2 separate regions of the Hordeum vulgare genome follow, and region 2 is linked to region 1. Evidence: chromatin contacts called from public Hi-C data. All regions are on one chromosome and are shown on one strand. The core of a region is the stretch at or near the end of the contact, and the rest is flanking DNA. Distances in the headings are between cores, read along the strand shown. Region 1 holds the start of LOC123395601 (golgin candidate 6). Region 2 has its middle 130 kb from the start of LOC123397205.

Region 1 (7,908 bases), core at 1,774-4,273:
GGTAGTCGATTAGAAAATATACGAAGGGAGAAAAGGGTACCTGAGCTAGTGCAGTTTGATTGGTGATCTTGCTAGTATCTTTACCTGTTTCACCCGGTGGGCCCCCCATCAAAAGCAGTTCGACAGTATGTAAGGCACCGAGAAGGTTTACCGTCTAAAGAGACAAGAGTTTTAACTTCAGTGAAGTATTGTTGATAAAGGCTTTTTGGGCCAAACAGAACTAGTTGTCAGTTTGAGTAATCTATCTGTGAGGCTATATAGGTTAATTTATAATGGTATACCTTTTGTTGGGTAAAATTGAATGCACTGCCTCTCCTTATCTTTAGTATGGATATCAATGGGTCAAAGCCCATTGTCTCTTTCAAAAGCATCTGATATTAGCACAAAGTTATGTCAATGAAAAATATGACCATCTAACACTAAACAATTGTTCGATAGAAACATACCTGATTGGACGCATTGTTCCGTATTAAATTATTTAAAAGTTCAAGGCAATCCTGCTCCAACAAAAAAGAATAGATTAGTACCAACAAAGTTTTATACAAAATTAAAAAACAGCTTTCAACTGGAAACTGAACAACCAGAACTTTTAGACAATTCGAGTACGCAACGGATCAGATCAGATCATATAAAATGGCTCCTGGATAATCACCTGAACAACGACGCCTCCATCAGAAAATCCCTCCTCCCCAATAATGCTAAACAACTTCTCAAATGCACCTTCAAATACAACAATTTTTTGAATTTCCTGAAAGGGTGAATTACCAGTCATTTAGTATACACAGATAGGTTCAAGTTGATATTTGGAACATAATAAATGAAAAAGAATATGAGAGAGTAACCTCTGCGTCTCTGGTCAGATAAGTAAGAAGTAACAGTGCTTCATTCCTTATGACCTTCAACATGCATCAAAGATACCCATATGAGCTATATAACCACACAAGTAAAGAAACAAAGCAATAAAAATATGTTATAAATTGATGATGCTGGAGTGCTGGGAACACAACAATAACTTAGCATGACTTCTGGATTGCAACCAGCAGAAAGTAATTTCAGCATTTGCAAAAGAACTGCATTTTTAGCTTTTTCAATTAATTAAACCATACTACAGCCTAAGATAGAGGAGGCGCTACTGAAGTAAATAACATCAAATAATATAATTACTTGTGAAAGCACGTATATCAACTCCTTCAAAAGAACAGATAAGGGTCCAAATCAACATGATTGTACATCTCTACTTCATGTTGTAAATCAAAGTCATGCTGCTAACTGATTTCATACATTGTAACCATATAAACCGTTTCCGCATGCATTACACTACTACTGCATGGATAACTTAGGATAAGCAAAATTGATATTAGCACAATAGACATGTCTGGATAGCATGTGTGCTTCTTTACAGGAAGAGGAGAAAAGAGGTTGGTGTTAAACCTCGCGGTCCATAAGCATGTCCATTAAAACTGTTATGCCACGAGGAATTAATAGAATTGCCTCCTGTAATCTGAAATACCAAAAGGATAAAAAGGAGTTAAAAAGGTTTAAAGTGTAGTGTATGCATCCCAACAGAAAAGACTTACTGGGCACCTTTTCAACGAGTTTGTAAGTAACGCTGTTAAAAGCTGGATTGTGTAATATCGCACATAGAAATCCTCCTCTGTCTTTGAACCAAACAGGAGGGAGAAATAAATCATGACAGATGGAGCAGGTAAAGCGAGTTACATGCAGTAAAAGCAAAGAATGTAAACTCACCAGTAAGCTCAAGAGAAGAGAAATATTCTCTGTTTCTCGAGAAAGCAAATCAGAGTTCATTGATGCCGGTTGGACCTCAGTTTTCAGTCCCTGTGACGTCTCAATAGGAGTCAGCGCGCTCACAAGGGTTTCTAGGGCACCTCTGACGAGCTCAACATCCTCGCGGTCTTCTTTCAAAACGTTGAGAAGGACAGGGAAGCCTATTTGCAAATTGGCAAGAATGTATCACACATCAGTCGCTCATAGAGATGAATGTACAAATACCAAGGACCCAAGTGAAATGAGATACCCATAGCTCCAAAAGACATCTGAGCCGAACGGCTCTCTGCCACGAGGGACTGTAGCTCAGTCATGGCAGACCTCCTATCATCAGGCATCGTGCCGTTGCTTATGCGATCGAGGAATCTCTCGACATAACTGTAAAACATAATGCAGTTACAGGGTCACTCACTAGAAGTGGCATATGTCAACCAGGTGCTAAGTTTTTCAGGCAACAATAGGCCTAAAAGTATGATTACACGACTGAACAAAAATTCATGCCGAACTGCCTCTACCTATCTTCCTTGGACTCGGACGCCTCGTTGCCGAAAACGAATCCCCCAATCCCCTGTGAGACAACACCAATAGAACATGGGGTTAATAAACATCAGACTTGCTCCACCAACTTCTGATGAAAACATGGCATCACATTGGTCCAGCTGCTACTAGAGCACGAGCTCCAATGGAAGGAAGCATTCCATGCTATACGAGACTAGAACTCGTTCATACGACCGGCAAGACGCCATGTCGGGCTCCGACCTAGGGTGCGTCGGTGACAGAGAGAAGCAGGAGCGGTTGGGGACGGGTTCGATTAAGGTCATGGGGAGAGGGGGTGAGCACCTGCATGATATTTTTTCCTGCGCTTCCGGCGAAGCCCCGAAGGTTGATCGACCGGGAGTCCATGGATCGCGAGCGCCTGTGTGGAGTAGCGAGGAACAGTTAGCCGGATCGAATAGGTTGAAGAAGACTTAGCAGATACAGTGCGTATTCTTGAGAGGGCAAGCAGCTCTGACCTGAAAACCGGAAAAGGTCGCCGCAGCGGCGGCGGCGTCGACGACGGCGGAGAGAAGGTGAGGTGGGGACTGGAGATCGGGGGGTTGGACCTGGAAGCAACCGGGGAGCGGGGAGAGGGGTGGGGAGGCAGGCTGGATGGAGTCGGGTCACGGGGGAAAAAAAAAAATTACGTGGGTCACGGGGGATACCTCCTCCGCTGTTTGCACCGAAGCAAAAACATTTCCAACGAGTCTCTTGTTTTTAAAAAAAAAAGTCCAATCTATTCATCGTCAATCAAGGTGGTGCAGAAAACATTAGTAGAAGTAAAAAATACATCAAAGTCGGTACACAACCTAGCGACAACTATAAACACTCGAGCGAGTCGAAGATGCGCCACCGTCATTGTCCCTCCCTCATCCGAGTCTGACAAACCTCACCGCAGTAGACAATTGAGAAGTCGTCGTGCTAAGGACCATAGGGTCAACGCATGTGTAGATCAGAAGGAACACGGACGAACCAAGATCGGATCCATTGAATTCATCGAAGAAAAACATCGACGGAATCCTGCATGAACACGGACGAACCAAGATCGGATCCATTGAATTCATCGAAGAAAAACATCGACGGAATCCTGCATGAACACGGACGAACCAAGATCGGATCCATTGAATTCATCGAAGAAAAACATCGACGGAATCCTGCGAGATCCAACAAGTCTCCTTTCATTTAAGGACAATTCCAATGCGTCGACCTATTTCGTCCGCCCGCATTCGTATGGTTTTGAGCGTATAAAAAATGCAGTCAAATATGTCGACGCAAACGGATGGATGTCCACTTTTCTATCGTTTGGACCCATTTCCAACCTCGCCCTCCCATGTCCTCCCCTGGCCCGCCCGTGTATGGCACACGCAGGTGTTATTACCTTCATTCTTTCCCAAAACCTTCCCGCCCTCACATCATGGTTGACACTCCATACCCCACCGTCGCCCCCTCCCGGGTGCCACTTTTCATGACGTTGTCGACCGCACCGTGCGCCCAAAGAAGCAAAAGAAGGTGTGAACCTTGGAGGAGACGATCGTTGAGTTGGTGAAGAGGGTTTCTTGGAGGAGGAAGGAGTGAGGAAAAAAGATGCAGCCGAGGTCGCCGCCGCCAAGTAATACTTCCTTTTATAGTGATCCGGTAACAGAACAGAAAGTAACCCACACCTATTTCCCCAAGAGGTGGCCCTGGATTATCGAACCCACGATAGAAAGGTTCCCTTGAAGCGATGGTCTCTAGCAAGCTTTTGTCAAAGAAATATTCCAGCTTTTGACCAAATCAATCAAGCCAATGGTGAGTAAACACTTATAATAATTGTAAGTGCATCTAGTGCCCTTAGTGATTTTGGTGGTTTGAAGACTTATAGGTTAAGTAACTAATGTGTTTATAAGTGTACACATGTTCTATAAGTCGCTGAGGAGTTTGAGTTATACGATGAATATCGACCCCTAAAAATGTATGTCTTCGAGTGAAGAAATTGGTCTTATGCTGAAGAGTTTGATCGCGAAGAAATTGCGATGAAATTGATATTCCTCATGAAGATAGTGAAGATGAGGAATTTGGTGTGTCCTGAAGAAAATCAGTCCGAAGACTTTGAAGCGTGAAGATTTTTTCTTTATATTTCATTTTCTTTACTCTTGGGTCATAGGAGCACCGTACTGTTAAAGGGGGTCGAGGTAATACTACGGAATGAATCTCCTCATGATGCTCAACCCAAGACTAAACCTACAAAAGCCTCAAGTGAGGAATATGAGAGACATGAGGACTCTTACAGCTGAGAGTTCAGACCGTTGTCGCGATACGCGCCACCTCACCGATCTTATCCACACCAACGGTCATAATATTTAAAGGCATTTATGTCAAATCATGTCGGATGCTCTCAGGCTATAAATAGCCGCCCCCCACAACCACTAGCTGGTTGGCTGCTCCGCGAGAAACTGACACTTGCCATTTAGAGCAACCCAAATTCCTCAGAGTCTTCGAGAGTAAATCATCAAGTGAGGAAATACCCCAAACACCAAACCACAAACCAAAAACCGAATGATTGAGCATCACTGAAGAATTTGTTCATGTGTGGAACTGAAGCCTTTTACCTTTGAGACTGTGCATCCTCCAGACGGTTAGGCGTCATGGTCTAGAGCAATCCAGCAGTCAATTGTGGATCGTCGGGTGACCGAGCTTGTGAGGGTTTGAAAGTCTGTCCTGAAGACTTACCACGAGTTTTGGGCGAGGACTGTGTGTCCTTAGCTCAAGGAGAATACGGTAGGGACCGTGTGTCCCGGGACTGTGTGTCCTTTGGTTTCAATACCAAGCCTCTCCAAACCAGACGTACGACTGTCACAGAGTTGGAATTGGGTCATCACCAATTGTCTTAATTGTGATACGTGTTATATTTCTTCAACTCTTTCAATTCCTCAATATTGTATGTTGAAGACTTTCATTTTCACTGTTTGAAGAATTTGCTGAAGACTTTCTCTGAATTTCCTCAACCTCAAATTCTTCATATCAGTTAATCTTCACCTGTTTATTCTATGCCTGCATACTGTGCAAACCGATTCTCATAATCTTCATCAAGTAAATTGTTGTTGTAATCTTTGCACCTCTAATCCTGCGCTATTTTTGTTGCACGTTATTCATTAGTGAGGAATTTCCTCAGCGATCAAATTCTAAAAATCATCTATTCACCCCCTCTCTAGTCAATATAACGCACTTTCAATTGGTATCAGAGCAAGGTACTCCCTTATTATGTGTGATTTTGGTTTAACCACCTGGAGTTTTAGTTATGTCGACTACAGGTATGATCAAGGTTACTGCAGGATGTCCTACATTCGAAGGAAAAGACTTTCCTTATTGGAAGACCAAGATGCAGATGCATCTTCAAGGTATTGACAATGATCTCTGGTACATTGTGGAACATGACATTCCCTCCATAGTTGCTACTGTCTCTACCGCTGATGTGAAAAAATCCAATCAACTTGATTCTCAAGCGACGAATGTCATCTGTGGCCATCTGAGCAAAGGTCAGTATGGCAGAGTGAGTGCTTTGGGCACAACAAAGCTTATCTGGGATAGGTTGTCCAAAGTCAATGAAGGAATTTCAACTCAGCGTGACTCTCGTGTTGATGTTCTTCGAAATCTCTTCAATCACTTCAAGAGGCTTGGCAATGAAAACTGCCAAGATACCTTTGATCGCCTCACTGACATCTCAGATGAACTCCAAGCACTGGTAGCTCGATACATCACTGACCATGAAATTGTGAAGAAACTGCTAAGATCTCTGGATCCATCATTTGATACACTGGTTCTGATGGTTCAAGAAAGAGCAGACTATAAGATGCTTGATCCTGCTGATATACTCGGAAGACTCAATACTCATGAATTCCAACAGGAAGAAAAGAGAGATCTGTATGGACCAAGCTACTCTAGACCTTGTGCGCTGAAGGCCAAAGCAATTTCCTCATCTGACGAAGAAGACTCAGATTGCAGCATTGGTGATCCTGAAAAACTTGGACAGGAGCTTGCAATGCTCGTGAGAAAATTTCAGAAGTTTACAAGGCGTGGCCAGTTTGGTAAATCTTCAAGAAGAGATATGAGGAAATCATAATCTTCATCTCAGGACTACAAGAAAAGAACCTGCAACAAATGCAAGAAATCTGGTCACTATATTGCTGATTGTCCTCGCTGGGTGAAGGAATCAAAGAAGAAGAAATAGAAGGATGAAAGTTTAGATGACTTGAAGAAAAAGAAGAAATCTTCAAAATCCTCATCCTCAAAGTCCTCATCGCACAAGAAAACTAGTTTCAGAAAGGCTCGGGCACTCATTGGCAAGGAAATGGATTCCGAGGAAGAAACTGAGGAATGTGATGAAGAGGAAGGTTCTGAAGAAGACTCAGAGTCTGGTGTGGCCAGTCTTGCACTGGCTACCACATTCGTCGGCAAGTCAATCTTCAACCTTGAAGAAAATGACAACGCTATCTACACTGATGACTGTGCTGATGACTTCGCTCCAACCTATTTCTTCATGGAAAAAGGTTCAAAGGTACCAAATGACACTTCCTCCTATAATTCAAGTGACTGTGAATCTGATGATTATAGAAAACCCAGTTACAGTAAACTTGCCAACATTGCAACTAAACAACAAAGTGCCATTGAAAAGCTTCAAAAACTGCTAGACAGAAGCGATGACCTGTTGAATGATGAAATGAATCATACCCAAATCCTCATTGAAGATGTGAAAAGTCTTCAGTCCAGATTTGATAGTCTTCAAGATCGTTATGGCACACTCTTGGCTGATCATGAGAAACTTTCCTATGAATTTCTTCAAAGGAAACTTGATCTTGAGAAGTTGATGTCTCATGATGATCTTCGACTGGAAAACGATTCATTACTTGCTCAACAGACCAGTGTCGCTCAGGTTGAATTCACTCCACCATGTCTCAAATGCACCGAGCGTGAAACTGCCAATTCTTCACCAGAATCATCAAATGCTTCTATTGCTACAAATTCTTCAACTACTCCCGTGGTAACAAATTCCTCACTTGAGGAAACCACAAATGTTACTGACGAAAATGCGGGGGTGAAGGAATTGTATGTGACAGGCATGTACAAAAGTCTCAAAGGGCATCAAACCCTTTGCGATGTGCTCAAAAAGCAGATTTTGAACAGGAACCCGAGGAAAGAAGGAATTGCCTTTGAAAGGAAACTGAATGCTGATGGATCATACTGGAAACCTGAGCAGTATCCCAAAACCTCATGGGTTGCTGCTAAAGGACCTCCTGTTGATCCATCCAATCTAACAGGCTTTGCATGTGAATTATCCTATTCCTCAGATGAGTCATTTGACTCCAATTATAAATTGTTCAAAAATCAATCTCGTGAAGTAATTGCTCAATATGTTGGAACTAACTACAGGAATGGACCACCCCTGAGGAAAATCTGGATCCCCAAAAGTTGCTTGGAAGATCTTCAGGTGAATGTCCTCATGACACCACCTGTGAAGAACCTGAACCCCAGATCAAATTCCTCAGGTGGACCGAGGTCTTCAAGAGGATCAAAATCCTCAACTGGTCAAAACTATGCTCGTACTCA
Region 2 (7,908 bases), core at 1,737-4,236, 320 kb after region 1:
GTTGTGCTGAATGAGGCTCTGAGTATCTCCAGGATGATGCCAAATTTTTAGATTTCAAAGATAAATAGGATTGCAAATGGGGTGGCACATGAGATTGCTAAGTTTAGCTTTAGCACTAGGTCTGATGGGATTCTTATTAATTATGTTCTGACCTGCGTGGTGTATGCTCTAATGAATGATTGTAAGCACTTATCTTTGGATTAAATAATATATGGGGTGTTTTTCAAAAAAAAAATCTTTCATTTCCATTTTTGAGATAAAGCTAAAGAATGGTTGTTGTTAGACCTCTCAAAAAAAGAATGATTGCTATCTTTGCCTAGAAAGTAATATTGATTCATAGGCTAAATGCAAAGATACTTTCATTGGGAAATATTATCCTCCTGCTAAAATCATACAACCAAGGAATCTAATATATGAATTTTAAACAATTCGAGCAAGAACATGTAACCCAAGCTTGGGAAAGAATGAAATATGTGATAAAACATTGTCCTATTGATGATTTAGCTACTTGGATGGTAGTGCAAACATTCTATGAAAGACTAAACTTTATGTCTAGAATTCTTTTCGATTCAGCTGTAGGTGAAACCTTCATGGGAATACCCTTGGTGCCTCAACCAAGCTACCTAATAATATGACATCAAATTTCTCTCAATGGCATTACCGAAAGAGCTTCAATTGATAAGAAGATAAACTCTCTTGAGGAGATCACTTCGTTTAATGCAAATATGGCTTATTTCTATACAAGTTCCCATTGACCCTAAATAAGGATCAAGTTAATGTTAATTTTATTGGAATAATTTTAATAATAATGATTATAGGAATACCTCTGGAAACAATCCTAGGTCATATCCTTCTATCTCTACAAACTATTATGTAATCCTTGTGGAAATTCTTACAATAATAATAATTGAATACATGTTGAACTTGAAGGAGTTATTAAAGATTTTATTGATTCTCAAAAGAATCTCAATGTCATCATAAGTGAACTAAAAATCAAAACTTGATGCTATTGCTTGTACGGTCGATAGGCTTGTAAGCAGAGTTACATTTGATATATTTTTTTGGCTAAAAATCAAAAGTAGTTTCATATTTTTTTTGGCTGGGTGGAGCTAAATGTCGACTTCCGATGCATATGTAGAAATCATCAAGTTGGTGACAAATCATGGAGATTTCTTGCTTGACCTTTTTTTAGAAAAGGAGGCGTAGCCCCGGCCTCTGCATCGAGGGATGCATGCATCCATATATTAAAATCAAACCAAGTCTTGACGAAGTACAATATAATCTGGAAAAAAATAAAGTAAAAAGAAGATACAAGGCGCTCGACGCGCCACAACCGGAGATGACTAGACACCTATCCTATTAATATGCCGCCATCCAAACCGGTTGAAGATACCCTGAGCTACCATCTCCTATCGGACACACCCAGTATCCATAGGCTCCCTGGCTTCCACAGGAGTGAGTAATGACCATGTGCGGATCAATGCGGTAGCCCTGAAGATAACCTGCAAGAAGTGAATATCGCGTTGTCTGTTAAACACTAAATCATTTCTCCAATTCCATACAGCCCAAAATAGTGCACATGATCCCACACGAATAAGTTTAGTAGTTTGAGCATCAACCCCCTGTAACCACTTCCCAAATAACGTGTTTATACTATTAGAGGGACTGATGTTGAAAGCAATGTGCAACGAGCGCCATAATAGTTTAGCCATAGGGCAGTCTAGAAAAAGGTGCTTAATAGATTCTTTATCCTGACAGAAGCTGCATCTAGGATTTCCTTTCCAATTTCGCTCTACTAGATTATCCTTCGTTAGAATAACCCCTTTATGAACAAACCACATGAAGATCTTAATTCTCAACGGAACTTTGACCTTCCATATATGCCCTGATTTTGGAATAGGAGTCGAATCTATGAGATTCGTGTACATAGATTTGACCGTAAATACTCCATTCGTGTTTAACTTCCAATGAACACGATCTAGGTGATCACAGAGGTTAATGTCCACCAACCTTCTGACTAGATGCGGCCATCTAGTCCATCTGTCACCAATCAAGGATCTACGGAATTGAATATTTAGAGGTGTCTCGCATAATATTGACGCAACGGACGCCTGTCGACGTTGTGCAATATGGTACAACTGCGGATACTGAATAGCTAAAGGCATCTCCCCTGGCGAAGTATCTTCCCAGAACCTAGTCGATTGACCATTGCCTATAATAATCCTCGTCCTATGGAAAAACACATTCTTAGACCGCATTAAGCCCTTCCAGAAAGGGGAGTCAGCTGGTAGTGCTGTAACCTGAGATAAGGTCTTATTTTGTAAGTACTTGTTAGTCAGAATCTGTACCCACATACCTTATGTTTCCATAGATAGTCTAAACAACCATTTACTGAGTAGACACCTATTTTTTGTCTCTAAATTTTCGATCCATAAACCCCTTGATCTCTTGGTCTACAAATAATGTCCCATCTAGTGAGCCTATATTTAGCCTTGACCTCATCGCTCTGTCAGAAATAACGAGATCGATAGAAATCCAACCTTTTCCTGAGCTTGACTGTCTCTCAGGAAGTGAAGCTCCTGAAGATTGAGTTGAGTCGCCATTTTCTTGCTCCCTTACATTCGGTTGTCACCGGGATATAAATATATAATTTGTCTGGCCATTTGTTTAAATGCTGAAGATGGAACGTTGTAAACTTGTTAGCAAACCAATTATTCATGCTTATTGCACTCGCTAGTCAATCAATATTACATGCATATATTCACACATATAAGAAGCAATGTTCTGCACTGAGACGATCTTTCACATGGGATGTAGCTTGTCCAAGCAATACATATAAGGGAGTGCCTGCAACTCAGTCGATTGAGAAATAGTTTGGTCTCAGTCGCCTGTTACGTCAGCCTAGGTGTCGGTTCTTTTTTCTCTTCCACGGTCGTATATGTGTCACGTTGTTGCGTTGTCCTTTCTGTGGGCCGAGCTCTTTGTTTTTTCATTGCTGGGCTGCTTTGTTATACGAGGGAACAGACAAGTTGTGGTCGATCGTGGACTGTATCCCGGTTTTGGGATGATTTTTCATGTTTCTTTTTCTTTGTTGGACAGCAACAGCTAGGATGATGAGCCTGTGACTTCGGGCCATGACCGGTGGTTTTATGTCATATATTATTAGTTTTCAAAAAGATTGTCTAGAAGAAATGTTAAACAACCAAAAACAATACATCAGAGTGCATGAAATGTACGGTGTACATCACAATACAATGCAGTTTTTGTAATTAGAAAATTTCTAGCAATGACGGGCATAGCATACTGCTCGCCAGTGGCACATCTTGCTTCGGTACAAAATTGCTCTGGTGTATCCTTTAGTAGTGGGTGCCAGTCAGGGGCGAAGCCAGGCTAGCATCATGCCCTAGGCCTCCTTCATTGCTACAATGATTAACAGGATCAATAGTGTAAAAAAAATGCTAGAATCAGCAAAGGAATTAATCCTCACGCCCCGGCCCAGACACCCTTGGCCTGGGTCCTGGCTCCGCCACTGGTGCTAGTTAATGTCTGAGACTACTAATCAGTTAGGAGAGGCGGAAGTGTGTTCGTCGCTGGTAGCCTTTTAGCCACCTAGCCCGTCATTGATGGCTATTTTGCGCTCATCACTACTAGGCATTCCTATAGTAATGCCTCCCCCACCCCCGATTGGTCTTGTAGTTACGGTAGGGTGTGATGGGTTGCAATTGCGGCCTGTTTTGTAAAACTTGCAGTTGCGATCTGTCTCAAAAAAATTGCAGTTACAGGCTGCCTCATAAAAACTTGTAGTTGCGATCTGTTTTGGAAAACTTGCGGTTGCGAGCTGCCTCGAAAAACTTGCAGTGGCGGGCTACCTCGAAAAACTTGCAGTTGCATGCTGTCTCGTAAAACTTGCAGTTGTGGCATGTTTTACTTGCGAACAATCTGTCTCGGAAAAATTGCAGTTGCATGCTGTCTCGTAAAACTTGCACTTGTGGCATGTTTTACTTGCGGACAATCTGTCTCAGAAAACTTGCAGTTGCGGGCTGCCTCGGAAAACTTGCAGTTGCATGCTGTCTCGTAAAACTTGCAGTTGTGGCATGTTTTACTTGTGAACAATCTGTCTCGAAAAACTTGCAGTTGCGGGCTGCCTCAGAAAACTTACGGTTACAGCCTGCCTCAGAAAACTTGTAGTTGCGGGCTGCCTCGAAAAACTTGCGATTGCAAACCTATCTCAGAAAACTTGCGGTTACAGCCTGCCTCAGAAAACTTGCAGTTGTGTGTTGCCTCGGAAAACTTGCAGTTGCGTGGTGCCTCGAAAAACCTGCAGTTGCGACCTGTTTTGTAAAACTTGCGATTGCAATCTATTTCAAAAAACTTGCGGTTGCGGGCAGCCTCGGAAAACTTGCAGTTGCGGCTGCCTCAGAAAACTTGCGATTGCAGCCTGCCTCACAAAACTTGCGGTTACAGCCTGCCTCGGAAAACTTGCAGTTGCGGGCTGCCTCGAAAACTTGGAGTTGCGGTCTGTTTTGGAAAACTTGCAGTTGCGAGTTGCCTCCGAAAATTTGTAGTCGCGGTCTGTTTTGGAAACTTCCAATTATGGCCTGTTTTCGAAAACTTGCGGTTGCGGGCTGCCTCGAAAAACTTGCAGTTGCGGGCTTCCTCGGAAAACTTGCGATTGCGGCCTGTCTCAGAAAACTTGCAGTTGCGGCCTGCCTCGGTAAACTTGCAGTTGCGGGCTTCCTAAAAAAACTTGCAATTGCGGCCTGCCTCAGAAAACCTGCGGTTGCGGCCTGCCTCGATAAACTTGCAGTTGCGGGCTTCCTTAGAAAACTTACGATTGCGGCCTGCCTCAGAAAACTTACGGTTGCGGCCTGCCTCGGTAAACTTGCAGTTGCGGGCTGCCTCAAAAAGCTTGCAGTTGCGGGCTGCCTCGAAAAGCTTGCAGTTGCGGGCTGCCTAAAAAAACTTGCAGTTGCGGCCTGCCTCGAAAAACTTGTAGTTGCGAGCTGCCTCGAAAAACTTACGACCTGTCACTAATGTTTTTTTAGAGAAGTAACATAGAGCTGCCAAATAAACTAGTATGGTATGTTGTTAGCCAAGATAAATTATATTCCATCTAGCTAAGAACTACATATTCATTTCACCCCAAAATTAGAAAATGCAAATCGACAAAAAGTATTAATGAAACAGAAAGACTAGGAAGACAAAGGAGTAAAATAGGGCAAACAAAATAGATAAAAGAGAAGAAAAAAAGAAAGAGAAATGAACATAATTGTGTTCCCTTGGCGCTCTATCTTCTACTCTCACTTTCTACAACCGAAAAATGAGGAGAGGATGATATAACTGGAAAAATGAGGAGAGGACGATACAACTACCGCTCGTCGATCCAGTTTGTACCAGAAAATAGAGTAGGCCGCGACAGGCCGTGAGCAATGTTAAGGGATAACCAAAAAAAATAGGAAAACATAAAAAGGGTCAAGTTTGGCCGCGTGGAATGTCGGCTAAACTATTCGATCCGACAGCTAATGGCGTGAATGAGGCATAGTTAAATCACATACTGTCACATGAAAAAAAATTGAAAATCACAAAAAGGAGGAAAAGGAAAATAATCAAAAATTAAGAATGAAGAACCAAAAACATATAATAAAAATAAAAAGGCATCAAATGCTTCGCCCCGGCCCTGTGGACCCTCTGTGTGGGTCGCTCGTACTCATTCCAGAAACACCTGTCACTGTATTAGAATGAATTGGTGTATCTGGGATCTAAAACTTAGAGAGTTAATGGTAACGATAACAAATTCTATGTCAAAAACAAAATAAAAATGAAATCGCACACTTGTGTGGTGTATCCCTCGTACAAATAGAAGAATGAAACTAAAATAATAAAAAGCGGTTACAGTAGAAACAAAAAGCGCTTATCATTTACGAAGGAAAAAAATAAATAAAGAAGAGAACGCATCTCGTGCTAGTATTGGTCGTCTTACAGTACGAATGAATAAAACGGAAACGGCCCATCGATGGCTAGCCGAAGCCTTTCAGCAACACGACAAACAGGGAGGGAAGCATACGAACTATGGAATGCAACGAACACAGCATGACAACCTGTACGAACCCTGATGTGTTTAATCCAACGACTGATGACGTGAATGATGCCAAACTAAAACTCAGCTAGCTGAGTTTTAACAAGACCGTATGGTTAATCTAGAAGGAACCTGCGAAGGCCAACGGCCTGGTGCCATTGAGCCTAACACTACCCGCTCTGGCTGCACAATCGCCCTACCGTGACATAAACACAAGCAAGCAAGTTCGTTAAAGAAAAAAAATCAAAGCTGGACCAGTAGTTTTACCTTGTACTATCATATATAAAACTTCCTCCAACGAATGCAACTCCCATTCGAGAAAAAAAAGAAACTTCAGTCTTGAGATCCGAATCTTCTGCTCCATTTAATGAGGAGGCGAGGAGCTGTTCTATATCAGCATCCATTCTTGTTCCTCTACCTCCCCACACTAACATATGAGTAAAATCTGTGATTGATGATCCGTGTACCTCATGCACTGCCTTGAAACCCATCCTTGTATAGAACTTAACAAGCTGACAACAACAAAAAGACACCAATTAATGAATATAAATGAAAAAGATTCCAAAAACAATATACTCAGTAAAAACAAAATATAACGGAATTTGCTTTCACACACACTAAGCAAAAATCCACTGGAAAACCATGCTCCTTACTTTTTGGCGGCTCTCATTTCTCTATCAAGTTAAAAAAAAGTTTGTGTTTAGCTCGTAGAAAATTCAGAAATAAACGTAAATAGAAAAAAAACCAAAAATATAGAAAATTTGAGTGATTATAGCTAACTTCGCTAGAAATAATCACTCGTCAAATCAAGAATAATAGACGTCCGCCCAAGATCTTCTTAACCCCTCTGTACTTGTACAACTCTAGATGTTTACACACGATGTTTCCAAATATCGTTACGGTACACATTTGCTCAGACTTCCAATTCACTAACCATTGACAAATCGACAGACGGTGTCTAAGAGGTGATACCTTCTTGTGATAGAGCGGCGTATCGTTGATGGCTAGCAGCTCGGCGCGCACGCAGCCAGCGTCGAAGCCATGACGCACGGTGACGGCGCCTAGGAAAATGCCTAGACCGAACAGGGGCCGGTTGGGGACCTCGAGCGTGGCGCGCGACATCCGCATGGAGTCGAGGTGCAACACGGCGCCCCCGGGCCAAGGCCGGACGGCGCCCTCGGCGCGGCCCAGCTCCACGTCGCCGTCGCCGCCGACGCGGGTCGCCGTGACGCGGAAGAGAGGGCCAAACGTGCTTAAGCGCATGCGCAGGCCCTGCGCGCGCGACGCGGCCATGATGTCCGCCATCGTCGGGAGTCTGCCCGTGCCTGGTGTGGGCGGCGACGGAGCGGCCATGGAATTATGAGGGAAAAGGAGCAGCGAGCTGCAGGAGGCGGGAGTGACTGGAGGGGAGGCGGGACACGTCTCGTTATAGCTCCATGCGAATTGGCTGACTGCTGAACTGAGTATCCAATATCTTACCGAGTACCCGCGAAAAGAAAAAGAAAAATCTTACGGCATCGTTTGGTTAAGGGGGATTGAGAAGGTTTTGAGAGGAAATTCTTGGAAGGGCGAGAAACCTCACAGATCCTCGGGCACCCATTTGGTAAGAGGGGTTTGCTTAGCCCAATCCCCTCCGTTCTCCTTCAATCCCTTCATATCCATGTGTTTCAAAACCCTCCTCGGGGGACTAGTGGAAGCAAAACACCGGGGGTTTGAGAGGATTGGGTGGAACTAAGGGATTCACCCAATCCCTTGAAATCCCTCTCTCTCAAAACCTCCCCATCCCCTTTAACCAAACGAGGCCTACAGAGTAAGCGAATTGACGGACAACT

The links. Hi-C and Micro-C count contacts between places; a contact is called where the count stands out from the background.
Region 2: a contact with region 1 is called in a Hi-C map of leaf, with 3 times the contacts expected there. The contact joins the enhancer-like site here to the promoter of LOC123395601 in region 1. A contact is called at or near these places in 2 of 6 Hi-C or Micro-C datasets (leaf and seedling).

Annotation. Positions count from the first base shown.
Region 1 is chr5H:123,290,721-123,298,628 of MorexV3_pseudomolecules_assembly, forward strand. It overlaps LOC123395601 (golgin candidate 6), which reads right to left and starts at 3,024. Exons shown (of 19, transcript XM_045090627.1): 1 at 2,802-3,024; 2 at 2,629-2,704; 3 at 2,304-2,356; 4 at 2,039-2,166; 5 at 1,750-1,949; 6 at 1,585-1,658; 7 at 1,432-1,501; 8 at 843-896; 9 at 653-748; 10 at 447-497; 11 at 282-371; 12 at 41-154. The coding sequence starts at 2,691.
Region 2 is chr5H:123,615,130-123,623,037 of MorexV3_pseudomolecules_assembly, forward strand. It overlaps the pseudogene LOC123399362. Among protein-coding and RNA genes, the nearest start is that of LOC123397205, 130 kb to the left of the region's middle. Within about 2 kb of position 2,987, at least 1 of the 3 cell types and tissues checked has open chromatin away from gene starts, as enhancers often do. A contact at or near this core is called in leaf, where this site is marked.